2 separate regions of the Tachysurus vachellii genome follow, and region 2 is linked to region 1. Evidence: chromatin contacts called from public Hi-C data. All regions are on one chromosome and are shown on one strand. The core of a region is the stretch at or near the end of the contact, and the rest is flanking DNA. Distances in the headings are between cores, read along the strand shown.

The links. A called contact is a pair of places that touch in the nucleus more often than the background predicts.
Region 2: a contact with region 1 is called in a Hi-C map of muscle, with 5 times the contacts expected there. The contact joins the promoter of LOC132847642 here to the promoter of si:dkey-27h10.2 in region 1. A contact is called at or near these places in 2 of 3 Hi-C or Micro-C datasets (blood and muscle).

Annotation. Positions count from the first base shown.
Region 1 is chr6:25,936,604-25,941,899 of HZAU_Pvac_v1, reverse strand. si:dkey-27h10.2 reads left to right here and starts at 2,639. Exons shown (of 11, transcript XM_060873116.1): 1 at 2,639-2,791; 2 at 3,000-3,347; 3 at 3,809-3,862; 4 at 3,981-4,031. The coding sequence starts at 2,749.
Region 2 is chr6:26,084,201-26,089,500 of HZAU_Pvac_v1, reverse strand. It overlaps LOC132847642 (ATP-binding cassette sub-family E member 1-like), which reads right to left and starts at 3,279. Exons shown (of 18, transcript XM_060873120.1): 1 at 3,221-3,279; 2 at 1,221-1,387. The coding sequence starts at 1,323.

The DNA.
Region 1 (5,296 bases), core at 1,390-3,889:
CAAGTGGGCTCCTTAACCTTGTGACTGTAATTGGTTGACAAAGAAAATAAAGGACATGTGAAAAAACAAACAAAAGTAAATACCCAGCCATACATAAAAAGTATCAGTGACCTACAGGAAAAATACCCAGGCCAATTTGACAAAATTGGCACATCAAAACTCATCCTAAAGGAAGGTGCAAGTCCATTCATTGACCCTCCATGTAAATGCAGTATCCACATCAAGGACAATTTACAAAATAAGGTAAACAAACTTGCCAATCAAGGAGTCCTGCAAAATATAGAAAAGCACACAGATTGTGTGTTCTTGGCCTCATAAAATTCCAACTGTGGAAGATCTAAACCCAAAATTTGCAAATGCTAGTGTTCAGAAATTAGATGCAAATGCTGGGTACTGGTCAGTACATCTTCATTAAGAATCACAAATTCTAACTACGTTCCTTGCTCCCTTTGGCAGATACTGCTGGAAACGCTTACCATTTAGCCCAAGTGTTTCCCAAGATTTGTTTCAAGCCAAACCGCATCACATTCTTGATTGTCTTCATGGTGTAATCAGCATAACAGATGAATTTGCAGTATGTGGTGCTGACGTAGAGGAACACAACAGGAAACTGATAAACCTAATGGAAAGAGCTGTTTAACAGTGACAAATGCACTATCAAGCAGCAGAGCATATCCTTCTTTGGCAACCTGTACACAGATGAAGAAATCAGACCAGATCCAGCCATGACATCCAGTGTACAGTATGACATCCAAAACATGTCAAAACAACAAAGTATAGATGGTCTCCTTCATTTCATGGGTATGCTGAACTTCTTTTCACCTTACATACCAATGTTTGCAGACAAAGCACACAGCCTGAGAGGACTACTGAAAAGTGAATCACAGTGGCTTTGGAACACTGATTTTCAGAAATGCTTCGATGACTTAAAGGCAACAGTGATTGTAGACGCTTGTCTAAAGTATTGCAACCCAGCAGCCACCCTTACACTTGAGGTAAATGCATCACGAAATGTCATTGGCGTATCACTGGTGCAAGAAAACAGGGATTGCTTTTGGCTAAAAGACACTAACTAAATGTCAATCAGGATACAGCAATCGTAACACAAATCATTTACGGTTGTGACTGAACACAAGCCGCTTGTAACCATATGCACAAAGCCTCTTCATGCTGCCCCACCCAGGCTGTAGCTAATACTAATCAAAACACAAGGATATAACTACAGCATCGTGTATCGTACTGGGAAAAAAATTATTCTGTCTGACACTCTCAGCCGTCTGCCAAACCCTGAAAATAATGAAGACATTGAGCTGGATGAACGCATTGATGGATTGGATACAGAATATGAAGACCCTGAGCCTTATACTGTTGCAATTGTAAACTCTCAGAACAAACAGAAAGTTTACAGAACAGAGACTGCAAATGAGAGAAAGCTCAGTGCATTAAAAGAAATCATCCATCAGGGCTGGCCAGATAAACTTCAAGAGCTGCCGAAAGACCTGCACAGTTATTGGCCTTTTCGAGACGAGGTGGCCCTGATGTATTTTGATGTATGGACAGTGATTTGCTCTTCGGCAGACCCAACAACACACTCCTAACAAGTGGCACAGAACTATGTATACTGGAACATAAACAGCACCTGGATAAAGAGAACACATCATGATCGATGTAGTGGAAGAGACTTGCCCCCACTGTTTCTTAGACAGTGTGTTGCACAAGGAGAGGAAAACATGGCACCCAGGGATTGTTGTGTAAAAATGCAAGGAGCCAAAATGCTATCTGATTCAAATACCAAACGGAAACACAATTCAAATCTGTGCTGAGTAAACATGTTCTTAACTAAACTACAGGTCGTCTGGTAATACTCGCAAGCTTTCTTCCTTATATCATCTCAGGGAGTTTTCACTCACCACCGTCACCTCAGGCTTGCTACAGTAATTAGTTATAGATGTTGGAGATAAATATGTAACTTTATTTTAAACTCGAACATTTTTTTATTCTGTTTCTTTACTTCTGTTTAACTGCTTTAAGACAATGTGAATTGTTAAAAGTGCTAAACAAATGAATTGAATTGAATTAAATTGAATTGTGGGATGTTCCTGATACAGTGATCCAGTTATATCACAGTGATACAGTTAATGCTAACGCTAATGCTAAAATGGGTATCCTGGGTATTATATTCACTATAACCTTGATCTATAGTTTTCAAGGCATTGAAACGTTTTCCTAAGCAGTATGATGACTAGTATCATCATTCAGTATACTTTTAGTATTTCTATACTCTATTTCATCACTTCCTGAAAATATCTGACATGCAAAAATATACGCATCCTTTCTCATGTATGTCTGAACGGCATTATTTTCACAGATAAGACATAAAGGTGCCTGTTTTGCAAGGTGGACATTACAGATCTGCTCTTTTTGCTGTAAATATGTTTCTCAATCAAAGCATGCAATATCATCATCATAGCATACTTAAATTTGTGCAAATAGGGCAAAGGATTACATTCACTATAAAATAATATTGTGAATTATTTTTAAAGTAACGTGTTTATAACACTTCTCTAAAATTTTAAAACAGCTTGACTAAATGGGTGCAACTTCCTTTTTAACAAACATTTAAGCAACCACTATAACATCCTGTGGAGGAGGCTTGTGTCAGGTTATGTTGGCCACTAATTTGACACACACACTTACATACACACACACACTCAAGCTCATGCATAGACAGCCAGCCAGCCTGAGAGCATGAAGAAAATGAGTGTCACCTTTTATGTTCTTACAATCTTTGGTAAGTATGGTAATTATTATAACATAACAATGCATCTGTTGATGGTTTAGAATGACTATATGTAATAAATATTTTCACTGTAAAAAAACAAAACTTAATTTGTGATTATCAAGTGATTAATTGTTAGGATTTTATACAAGCCATACATTTGTTTTTGTATACTTCTCAATATGAGTTATCTCTGATCAGTGCTGTTCATGTCACACAGGAACCCTGCTGGTTCCAATGGTTTCTATGGGTGAGGACACAAGCTCTGACATCCAGGACACGAGCTCTGGCATCCAAAACAAGAGCTCTGACATCCAGAACACAAGCTCTGTCATCCAGAACAAGAGCTCTGACATCCAGAACACGAGCTCTGACATCCAGAACACAAGCTCTGACATCCAGAACACAAGCTCTGACATCCAGAACACAAGCTCTGAGACCCAAAACACGAGCTTTGTTAATAAAAGTCACTCAGAGGATGTGGACAATGTAACAAATGCATTTGATCCTAACATAACCAAAGCTGAAAACTCTACGGCCTTAAGCACTCAGGTGCCACCAACGAAAGGTAATGTTCAATGAGTCTTCTTTAAAAAAGAAAGAAAGAAAGAAAGAAAGAAAGAAAGAAAGAAAGAAAGAAAGAAAGAAATGTTGGTTAGAAATTAACTTCCTTTTTAACACCCATTTGTGAGGGGTTTGGTTTACAAGTCATTGAATTGGTTTACAAGTCATTAAAAAATCAAGGTTGTTGGTTTATATATATATATATATATATATATATATATATATATATATATATATATATATATATATATATATTTTTTTTTTTTTTTCTACCAATTTTTGCTACATGGGTTATTTAACAGTTATTTTGCCTGAAGGAAGTTAATTAGATAATATCATTTAATTATATTATAATATCATTTCTTTATTTTAAATATATTTTAAATATATTTTTATTACATACAGAAACTTGTATTGATTCCATGGTATCTGTTTCTCACATTGAATTGTTTAATTCTCTTCCAGAATACCCATCAAACAATCCATCTGATGTTGATATAACAACCAAGAAAACAGGAGGTAAAGATGATTACATTCATATCTGCATCCATATGTACAAACAAATGATATCTGTATTACTGACTTCGCCACCAACACACAGATTTTACAACACATAAAATATCTGCTTATTTATCAGATGTGAACAGAACTACAATGAAAAGCACCACCACCAAAGAGCCTAATGAAGGTAGGTGAATGTATTTATTTAATCATGTAGTGCATAGCAATTTACACTGTTAAACATGAGATTCTTTGGGGTTTTTCATCCCAAATCAGACCTTTTCTACCTCCCCAAAAAATGATCCTAAGTAGAGCCCTTGGAGAGTAATGAACCTTTAATATTAAAAAGCTTTAATAATTCAAAGAATGCGTAAGCTGTAATGACTGCCATTACTTTATGGAGTTTTATATCTGTGTAGGAAATGAGAGGTGAGATGGTTTAAATGACGGTTTAGAAAAAATCAAATACTTTTGGATTTCTAAAGAGTTTTATTCCTAACACATCTTATTGTTTTTTTTGTGTAAATAAATGTATAATACTGTAAATACTTAAATATTGTATTTGAATACGTCTAGAGTCTTATGTAGTATTATTTAATAATAATAATAATAATAATAATAATAATAATAATAATAATAATAATAATAATGGGGGCACGGTGGCTTAGTGGTTAGCACGTTTGCCTCACACCTCCAAGGTTGGGGGTTTGATTCCCGCCTCCGCCTTGTGTGTGTGGAGTTTGCATGTTCTCCCCGTGCCTCGGGGGTTTCCTCCGGGTACTCCGGTTTCCTCCCCTGGTCCAAAGACATGCATGGTAGGTTGATTGGCATGTCTGGAAAATTGCCTGTAGTGTGTGATTGCGTGAGTGAATGAGAGTGTGTGTGTGCCCTGTGATGGGTTGGCACTCCGTCCAGGGTGCATCCTGCCTTGATGCCCGATGACGCCTGAGATAGGCACAGGCTCCCCGTGACCCGAGTTAGTAGTTCGGTAGTAGTTCGGATAAGCGGTAGAAAATGAATGAATGAATGAATGAATGAATGAATGAATAATAATCATCATCATCAAATAAATAAATAAATAAATAAATAAATAAATGGGATTTTTACAAGGATCCCTTGACTTATTCTATATCAAGAACCATTTTAAGGTTCCACATATGTACAATGTACAAGTACATTTTTTTAGCTTTTCTATAGAAAAAAGATTTTAGCTTTTCTCCTTTACTGAGTGCAGCATGCCATGACAATCATGCATGTTGCGTTTCGATTTGTGATGCAAGACTTGTGACGATAGCCTCTGTCATAGTGCTTAACCTGTAAGTACTAATACACTTAGGCACATGCTGGAAGAGGAAAATAATCAGTGATAGTTTGGTACTTTTACTACCCAAAAGTTACTTTGTTTCCTATAACAAAACATTCTAAAATGTTTTATTCCCCTGATACTACAGC
Region 2 (5,300 bases), core at 2,030-4,529, 150 kb before region 1:
CCATAAGAAAGAGACTGGGCAAAAATGGCCTGCATGGCAGAGTTCCAAGAGGAAACCTGCTGCTGAGGAAGGAGAACATAAAGGCTAATCTCTGATTTGCCAGAAAACATCTTGATTATCCCCAAGACTTTTGGGAAAATACTCTGTGGACTGACAAGACAAAAGTTTAACTTTTTGGAAGGTGTGTGTTCCATTACATCTGGAGTAAAAGTAACACCGCATTTCAGAACAAGAACATCATACCAACAGTAAAATATGGTGGTGGTGGTAGTGTGATAGTCTGTGGATGTTTTGCTGCTTTGCCATCTGTTCATGACCTCAAGCTGAAGCGAACTTGGGTTCTGCAGCAGGACAATGATCCAAAACACACCAGAAAGTCCACCTCTGAATGAATGAAGAAAAACAAAATGAAGACTTGAGTGGCCTAGTCAAAGTCCTGACCTGAATCCTATTGAGATGCTGTGGCATGACCTTAAAAAGCTGGTTCATGCTTGAAAACCCTCCAATGTGGCTGAATTACAACAATTCTGCAAAGATGAGTGGACCAAAATTCCTCCACAGCGCTGTAACAGACTCATTGCAAGTTATCACAAACGCTTGATTGCAGTTCTGGTTTCTAAAGGTGGCCCAAGCAGTTATTAGGTTTATGGGGCAAACACTTTTTCACACAGGGCCACATAGGTTTGGATTTTGTTTTCCCTTAATAATAAAAACCTTCATTTAAAAAACAGGAAGGGGCCAACACTTTTTCACACCACAGTATATGTGACAAAATAAAGGCATCTATTCTATATACCATTTCCACATTGTTAAATTAGATTAGATTGCATATATGTTACAAAATATATCATTAGTTATATACATTAGCTTTATATTATATAAATAATATTTGAGTAAAAACATTTATAGTTTATAGATTCAGACTAAAACTTGACTTTATGTCATTTTTGGCTGGCCTAGTTTCTCACATCCTGTGGAAACAACCTGTTTGACAGATTTAGGCAGTGGGAGGTCAGCCCTAGAAAGAAGATCTATGTAATTAACTTGCTTGTTTAGATTCTTTCACATAAGCCATGTCTCCTGTGCATGTAGACATCATAGTGTCATTCTTGTTTTAAGCAAATGTTAATACCTTAGCATTAATTTCATTTGAAGCCAGAAAGAGAAAAACAGATGCTTGGTTACTTTTCCACTAGAGTCACAGCTTCCTCTGTTCTTACCCATTCGGACCACCGGGCAGCTCTTCTTGCACTCCTGCTTGCATTTCTTTGGCTTGCATTTATCTTCTTTCACGATGGCGATCCGAATCGGCTTTTCAGACATTCTTTCTGGATCTTGTTAGGAAAGGGCCAAATGGAGCCGTTCCCGGATCTTAGCACAAGGTATACTGCAGAAACAGAGACGGAAGGCTACGTTTTAACATCACCACAACAGCCACAAAGTCTTTAACTGCACATGTTTATATGGGACATATTTTAAAAAACCGTGACGTGACAGCTTTCTAAATAATAACCCGAGCAGAAAAAGAACTTCATTCACTATACTAGTCCCGCTAGGACTTCCTGATTTTGCAACTGCAGAAATTAATGCAAACCAATATTACAGTTTTTCAAATTGCTCATTTTTTTTTAAAAATTATCGTCAATGACGTTAACACGTATTTAGCCAGAATTCCTCGTTGATTCACGTAGCTTTTCATTGTCCTGTCGCATTGTACCGTTAGCTTATAGTTACATTTGGACAAAATGATGTGTAGGTAATCATTCCGTGAGAAATCGACACAATTTTCTACTTGTAGAGTTCGTTATGGGATTTCAGAAACACAATTCAATTATCTGCTACAGAAAACATGCATAATACAGGTTAATTAGCATGGTTTCATACATTGTACAGGTTAATTAGCATAGTTTCATGCATAGTACAGGTTAATTAGCATGGTTTCATGCATAGTACAGGTTAATTAGCATAGTTTCATGCATAGTACAGGTTAATTAGCATGGTTTCATACATTGTACAGGTTAATTAGCATAGTTTCATGCATAGTACAGGTTAATTAGCATAGTGTAAAGGTTAATTAGCATAATTTCATGCATAGTACAGGTAAATTAGCATAGTTTCACATAGTGTAAAGGTTAATTAGCATAATTTCATGCATAGTACATGTTAATTAGTATAGTTTCATGCATAGTAAAGATTAATTGGTATATTTTCTTGCATGGTACAGGTTAATTAGCATAATGTACGGGTTAATTAGCATAGTGTACAGGTTAATTAGCATAGTGTACAAGTTAATTAGTATACTTTCATGCATAGTACAGGTTAATTAGCATAGTTTCATGCATAGTACAAGTTAATTAGCATATTGTACAGGTTAATTAGCATAGTTTCATGCATAGTACAAGTTAATTAGCATATTGTACAGGTTAATTAGCATAGTTTCATGCATAATACAGGTTAATTAGCATAGTGTCATGCATAGTACAAGTTAATTAGCAAAGTGTACAGGTTAATTTGCATAGTACACAGGCTAAATAGCATAGTTTCATGCATAATACAGGTTAATTAGCATAGTGTCATGAATAGTACAGGTTAATTAGCATACTAGTTTCATGCATAGTACAGGTTAATTAGCATAGTTTCATGCATACTGTAGTACAGGTTAATTAGCATAGTTTCATGCATAATACAGGTTAATTAGCATAGTGTCATGCATAGTACATGTTAATTAGCATAGTTTTATGCATAGTACAGTTTAATTAGCATAGTGTACAGGTTAATTAGCATATTTTCATGCATAGTACAGGTTAATTAGCATAGAGTTCAGGCTAATTAACATGTTGTACAGGTTAATTAGCATATTAATACACACGTTGATGATGTAAAGAGCGCAAGGTCGAGAACGCATACATTTAGAGCACTAACGAATTTTTGGCGTTCCATAATACCAACTGACAGCTGTCAGGTAACAAAATGAGCTTGTATGCAGTCACCTTTACAATCTCTACTAATTCCTCCGAATGTTGTATAATCGATCATTTTTAATAATTCCTCACAACTTGGTTGTGGATATTTATTAGCAGCTACCTGACGTTAGCCAACTAGCCTCAGCGCGTCATTTATACATCTAATTTGCGCTGATCTGTGGACAAGATTTAAATCGACAACATGGAAAACACAAGAATGTTTATGTGTTTAATCTTAATTACACACACAAACTCACCCTTGGCTCTTCACCACGTCCTGCTTTAGATAAGCACGACTACGTTGCAAATAAAAAACGGTTTATTTCCCACCCATATTTCGGTAATAAGTATCTCCCCCCTTTTGTGTGATTGGCTGCTTGTATCCACATGCGGTTGGATAGAGAAAACATGCATATTAGACTTTTACACAGAACTCTTTCTTCTCAGTATGAAAGACCTGAATGTTAAACACGCCTGATAATATATCTTTCTTAAAACACTGTTATTTATTTCAGATCTTTTCCCAAGTTAGTCACGACTTCTCATCTTGTCCAATTACCAGACTGCTGCCATGAACCAATAGCCAATCATAGAGAGGGAGGCGGGATCTGTCGAATATGGATAGGATAAAAATAAAGCAGAATATAACGGTTGGTACGGAACCTGATGGAAAGCCGTAAGGGTCAAAAACTCCTAAGAAGAGAGTAAAAGTAATAAGAGAAGAATTCTAGGTGAAATACATATTAGATTGTTTAATATGAAAATAAAATCCAGTGATCACATACACATGATCATGGACAGGGGTCAACGTTAGCTCAAATCATTTCAGTAAAAATAAATAAAAATGATTATGCAAGATGTTCCTCAGTTTAAAGTTACAGAATGCAAATATAAGGAGTCTTTAAAAAGCAATATGTAAACTAAGACATGATTTTTTTTTTTATCAGAAAGGATTTTTTGCTTTGATTTGGTTTGCCATTGTTTCATGTTCCACTAGATGTCAGTATATATACACACAGGAGACATAACCTAGCCAAAGGATGTTGGGGTTCTCTTTAGAGGATGGACAGGATTAGGAACGAGCACATCAGAGGTAACAGCTCAGGTTGGCTGTTTTGGGTTCAAGGACAAGAGACTAGATTGAGATGGTTTGGACATGTACAGAGGAGAGAGATGGTTATATTGGTAGAAGGATGTTGGAGATGGAGCTGCCAGGTAAGAGGTCAAGAGGAAAGACAAAGAGGAGACATACAGATGTGTTGAAAGAGGATATGAAGGTAACTGGTGTGAGAGTAGAGGATGACGAGGATAGAGTTAGGTGGAAACAGAGGATATCGTTGTGGTGACCTCTAACGGGAAAAGCCGAAATAAGAAGAAGAAGAAGTAGAAGAAGAAGAAGAGAACCAAGCCATTCATCAGCATTTATTCATTTCAGTCTTGTTGACTATCAGAAAACTTTCTTTGACGTTTTTTTGTTTGTTTATTTGTTTTAATGACTGCGGAAATGCACTCAAACGTTCTATATCCTCAAAATGATTTATAATGTCTGCCTCATAAAAAGTGAAGTTTAATGGAATTGGAAAGCACATTGACTCCTAAAGCAATCTGCATATGATTCTTACAGACATTTATAGCATATTGAAGACATCTGTAAACCGAGATGCAATAAATTCTAATAATATATGAGCGTGATCTGATTGCAGCAGTTTTCCTCAGGTTTATGACAGAACAGCTTTCAGGTTTTATTTTATTCACAGCATTTGGTAGACGGTCAATTTTGGTTAACACTATTATTTAAGGTTACGTTACCATATTGTAATAAATTATGTATTATATTAGCAAGTAATAAATAATAAAGTTAAGAGTTTATTAAATGCAATAATAAATTATTAACTGATAAATAAATAATTCATAAATCTATTATTCGATTATTTATTTTATTTTATTTTATTTTTTAGGGTACTTTCAATGACTTTTCATCACATGTCACATTTAAACACTAGTGACCTTTCATTTTGACTTACATATAAACTTAATGAATATACGTAATGGTTGTTGTTAATTGATTTTAAATAAAAGCAGCTTTGACAAAAATGCTGGCTGTTTTTTCTTTTGCTTATCCGATTACAGCATTCTTCTTTCCATAACAACTTGTATAGTGTATACGTTACACAATCTAAGACAAATCATTAACAAATAAAAAGAATCTGCTGTTAGGAAAATCGTACATGATCCTGGTTATGGTGACGTTTTATGTAAAAATATTTTGTTTATTTAAAATGTATGTGAGGAGCCTCCAGCTTCGGTGCATCGGATATTATTCTCTGCAAATAAACG